Regions from separate parts of the Mus musculus genome. Here region 1 is linked to region 2. A link is a contact called in public Hi-C data. All regions are on one chromosome and are shown on one strand. The core of a region is the stretch at or near the end of the contact, and the rest is flanking DNA. Distances in the headings are between cores, read along the strand shown.

Region 1 (2,703 bases), core at 60-2,559, 470 kb after region 2:
TGGTTAGAAAGCCTGAGATTGATGAGGGAGGATTTTACTTTTAGGGTGATGACTCTGAACTTTGTACTTAACTTTAATGTGTAACCTACAAACAGACAAGGTACTCCTGGCCACTTAAATGTGTCTATACCTAGATTGAGCCCTATATGAAAACATATCAGTACTTTATGTTTGTGTGCATGACTTGGCTCGGAGAGACTTCTAGCATTTCCAGAACAGCTGGTAAGAGCTCACTGTATGGACCTTATCAACTGCAAGTGTGCACCCATAGGCCAAACTTAGAGAAGAGGCTACAATTCTTGGGATGCTTTCAGAAAGATCGCCTGTGTGTCTTGACTGTTCTGACTTTCTTCTGTGTTTGTCAGGTAAGAAAACATTTTTATATATTTGCATAAGTGGAATACATGCCTCATATTCTCTACGTTTAAACATACTATCAAAATTCAGTGTTTATACAGCTTAAGGTTGTATAACATTTTGTATTGAACTCATTGACTTTTGCATGCTAGTCAAAGCTTTATCTCTGAGATATATACTTAATTAATAGACTTAACAAGTGGTACGTCATATAGCATATACATACTAATTTTAGGTGACAAGCGAAATTTAAGTAACTTTTCATTTTTTCCCAGTTTGGGCTAGTATTCTCTGGCCATATTCTATTGGGCCTATAGAAAAGAGGGAGCTCCAACACTGGCTGGCCAGAGAGTAGGAATGAGACAGAATAGAAAGGAGAGGTTGAGGCATGAGAAGTCAAGGAAGTCTCTTACCCTAGCATCTCGCTTGTGTTTCCTGCTGAACACAAGAGGGTTCAACACAACGGATAAAACCAGGATGACCTACAGGTGTGATGCTCATTTTCCTGTAGACATCTCACACATGAGCATCAACAATAAAATAAGTGCACTATGCCGACTTCAAGCCAGTGCATCTGTGACCTGGACTTTAACTATATTAGCACCCTTCTGCCCCCAAATCTAAGCAATAGGCCTCATAAAAACCACCTTGTGATTTCATTAAAGTAAACTAGATCACACATTTTTACTTTATTGTTGAACTTTGAATTTTCAACTTAATGTTTATACACACACACACATACTGTAGACACGTAAGCACGACTCCCTTTTGAGAGGTCTACACAGATGTCTTTTTTTTCTTCTTCAGGCTCTCCCACCCCTTTCTAGGCTCCCATTACTTTCTCCCTGGGAGACAAATGCCCGTTCTTATAACTGCACCACATGCCATTACTTATTTCTACTTCATAAAACTCCCTAACTTTGCTTTACTCTGACTCGTGCTAAATTTCTCCTCTGTGATGCAATCATCTGACTCATCTGAGTGGAAGTTAGTAAGACATAAGTCCCTCAGGATGCCTGTGGCAGTGCTGGCTTTGTTTCCCCTCTACCAGTGACAAGAGCAGGCTCACAGCTGCAAGGAACACACAGGTGTCTTTAAGGATGATCTGAGGAAACTGGAAGCTTAATTATAACCAACACCTTACCTGTCTTCTTGTCTATCTGGGCCACTGCAATACAAATAACATCCACTAGGTGGCCTACAAACATTAGACACTTAATTCTCAAATTTCCGAAGGGCTGAGAAGTCTAAGATCCAGACACGCACAGATCGGGTGACTGGTACCATCTCCTTCCTCGTAACTGTCTTTCTCCTCCAGTAGCACACGGCAGAAGGACAAGGCATCTCCTGTGGATCTTTTCTATAAGGACACTAACCCCATTCATCTGGGCTCTGTGCCCTATTCCCATCATTTTCTCATCACTGTCTAAAGTGATTCAGAAACGAGTTGTGGGCAGAAATTTTATTTTAAGGTAATCAAAAAAGATCACAATTGAGAAACTGGAAGGAGGAAATGGGGAAAGGGGTGTGTGGAGGTTAGCTGAGTTGGTTGCCACTGTGAATGAGCCGGACTCTCAACAGTGCCTCTTCTAGGGCTGTGTAGAATTGCCCATGGACAGGAGGCCTGGGCTGCTCACTCTGTGAGTCTGTTTCCTCGTTGGTTGTCTGTTATCTTCAAAGGTGTAAACATCTTTAAACATACCCTAACGCTAACTTCCAGATTTCAGAAAAAGTCTTAAACACAAGAGAGAATGCCGCCAAGGCGTGTGTTTGAAGGTGGACAGTGTCTGTGCACGGACCTGTCCGTCCACCCTGTGTCCAAGGCATGTGCTTGAGGCAGGACAGTACCCCCCTGTACACGGACCTGTCCTCCACCCTGTGTCCAAGGCATGTGCTTGAGGCAGGACAGTGCCCTGTGCATGGACCTGTCCATCCACCCTGTGTCCAAGGCGTGTGCTTGAGACAGGACAGTACCCTGTGCATGGACCTGTCCATCCACCCTGTGTCCAAGGTATGTGCTTGAGGCAGGACAGTGCCCTGTGCATGGACCTGTCCGTCCTCCATGATGGGGATTGTGCCCGAGGCGTGTGCTTGAGGGAGGACAGTGCTGTGTGCATATGGGTTTGTTGACCGCACTGTACTAAAAGCTGACCGATTGTGTCACGAGGTACCAGAAGAACAGGACGCACTAGGATAGGCTCTATGTTTCTGTTTTCTGAGGCCTGCAGTTGCCCCGATTCCTTTTCATGGGACACAGAACACAAATGTGCCATTTTTAAAAGTCCTGTTTAATGGATGTGGCATTGGAGGACGAGCTACAGCTGAAGAGACAGACTAACTTTTTAA
Region 2 (2,700 bases), core at 122-2,621:
TAGCTGTACCCACTGAACATTTTCCCACCTCCACAAATAAAGAAAAAGAAAAAAAACCTGATATATGTTTGGATGTGCGATGTCTCCTGTAAAATGAAGGGAAACTTGGTATAAACGTGGAAGACAGCGATGCTCACCTGGTTCTCTGCTGAATTCTTTGGGTTAGCGCCTACAAATATAACTTCAACCACTTCTCCCTGGAAATAAAAACGGCATTGAATTAAGTCTAGATTAAGCCTCTCTATTCAGATTGGAAGCACTGTCTGCGCTATGTTCCAACACCCTAGATGCTGTACACATTCCACACTATTTCATTAAGCGATTCCCTCTAAGTTTGTTAAGAATTAGATCCAAAGAATTTGACTTTGGCAGTATACTGGCTAGTTTTGTGTCAACTTGACACAGCTGGAGTTATCACAGAGAAAGGAGCTTCAGTTGAGGAAATGCCTCCATGAGATCCAGCTGTAAGGCATTTTCTCAATTAGTGATCAAGGGGGAAAGGCCCCTTGTGGGTGGTGCCATCTCTGGGCTGGTAGTCTTGGTTCTATAAGAGAGCAGGCTGAGCAAGCCAGGGGAAGCAAGCCAGTAAAGAACATCCCTCCATGGCCTCTGCATCAGCTCCTGCTTCCTGACCTGCTTGAGTTCCAGTCCTGACTTCTTTCAGTGATGAACAGCAATGTAGAAATGTAAGCTTGCTTCTTGGTCATGATGTTTGTGCAGGAATAGAAACCCTGACTAAGACAGGCAGATTCTAACAAATTAAGATCCAGAGCTATAATTTTCAATGTGACAACACGTGAAAATGGCTTCAACTTATATTGCAGAGAGAGCCCTGTCTTAAAATAGACACATAGACCACAGAGGAATCAGAAGTAAACACACACAACTAGAGTCACCCAATCATTGACAAAGGTGTCAACATATTAACTGGAGAAAAGGCAGCCTCAAAAGACCTCCAACAGCACAGGAAATAATCCCAAAACTAACAAATGAGATTGCAGGAAATTAGAAAGTTTCTTCTGTACAGCAAAGAAAACCATCCACAGAGTAAAGAGGCATTTACAGGATGCAACAAATCTTTGCCAACTGTATAGCTATCTTAGTTTCTTTTCCTATTCCTATGATAAAATAATGGGACAGAAACAGCCTTAGGGAGAAAGAGCCTGCTCTGGCTCACAATTCACTCTGAGGTTCCTTAAAGATTTATTTCATTTTTAATTGTGAGTGTGTGTGTGTGTGTGTGTGTGTGTGTGTGTGTGTCTGCCTACCTGTCTGCCTGTCTATTTGTCTGTCCCTCTGCATGTGAGTAGGTGCCTACAGAGGCTAGATGCCTTCAGTTCCTCTGGAACTGGAGTTATAAGTGGCTGTGAGTCACCAGTCATGGGTGCTGGAAACCAAACTCATGGCCCCTAGAAGAGAAGTGCACACTCCTCACTGCTGTATCTTCGCTTCAACCCCTCTCTTTCTTCATTTTATACAGACCTGGATCCTCTTCCCCCAAAATGTTCATGCCTACCATCGAGATTGACAGTGTGTCAAACTGCTTTCAAGAACACTGATGTAAGTAAGCATAGACAAGTGCTTCTCTTAGTTTTAATCAGAGAAGCCTCTCTATACAATGACTGGTGTATGGCAAAGTCTTGGCTGCTCAAGGTGCTGAGACAAAAACAAAAACAACAAAACAAAATAAAACAAAACAAACAAACAAAACAAAAACAAAAAACAAACAAACAAAAAAAGAAACAGCTGAGTTCTTAGCTGTAAAGAGGATATTTATACCTTTCCCAGGAAGGTTCATGTAATATTGCAGAAGGAGTGGTAGAAAGAATGTAAGAGCCAGAAGATAGGGAAGAGACTGTGGAATGCTATTTTCAGGGTATGACATAGCCATTGCAATGTGGACTTGTGAGCCGCACTGGACCTGCACAAGACTGGACCTGCCAACTGTCAATTGAGAAATGGGTGGGTTCTCACAGGGCCCACGCATTCCTTCTAAACCAGTGGCTATTTATTTATTGACTGGGTGATGATCAGTCTTTATCTTCAGATATATACCCACTGGCGTGTCCAACAGGATCTGTTGTCTAATTCTATATCCATGATCACATAGATGGTGCTAATTAAACTCAGTGGGACATCAAACAACAACAACAAAAAACACACAAGCATAGGAAAGGACCTTCAGGGAGGGGCACCATGGGCATGAGTGGGAAGGAGATAAGAGCTGTGACAAAAGGATGAACCATCTAGAGACTGCCATATCTAGGGATCCACCCCATAATCAGCTTCCAAACGCTGACACCATTGCATACACTAGCAAGATTTTGCTGAAAGAACCCAGATATAGCTGTCTCTTGAGAGACTATGCTGGGGCCTAGCAAACACAGAAGTGGATGCTCACAGTCAGCTATTGGATGGATCACAGGGCTCCCAATGGAGGAGCTAGAGAAAGTACCCAAGGAGCTAAAGGGACCTGCAACCCTATAGATGGAACAACTTTATGAACTAACCAGTACCCCGGAGCTCTTGACTCTAGCTACATGTGTATCAAAAGATGGCCTAATCAGCCATCACTGGAAAGAGAGGCCCATTGGACACACAAACTTTATATGCCCCAGTACAGGGGAACGCCAGGGCCAAAAAATGGGAATGGATGGGTAGGGAAGTGGGGGGGGAGGGTATGGGGGACTTTTGGGATAG

What was found. Hi-C and Micro-C count contacts between places; a contact is called where the count stands out from the background.
Region 1: a contact with region 2 is called in a Hi-C map of bone marrow-derived macrophages, with 15 read pairs. A contact is called at or near these places in 3 of 39 promoter capture datasets (cranial neural crest, liver and maxillary cranial neural crest), 2 of 484 Hi-C or Micro-C datasets (bone marrow-derived macrophages and embryonic stem cells) and 1 of 130 datasets of targeted methods (the NIH/3T3 cell line).

The regions. Positions count from the first base shown.
Region 1 is chr19:32,468,797-32,471,499 of GRCm38.p6, forward strand. It overlaps Gm46659 (a long non-coding RNA gene), which reads right to left. Exons shown (of 2, transcript XR_003952896.1): 2 at 1,805-2,703. Among named protein-coding and RNA genes, the nearest start is that of Gm46659, 7.0 kb to the right of the region's middle.
Region 2 is chr19:31,995,205-31,997,904 of GRCm38.p6, forward strand. Asah2 (N-acylsphingosine amidohydrolase 2) reads right to left here. Exons shown (of 24, transcript NM_018830.1): 22 at 138-197. Among named protein-coding and RNA genes, the nearest start is that of Asah2, 110 kb to the right of the region's middle.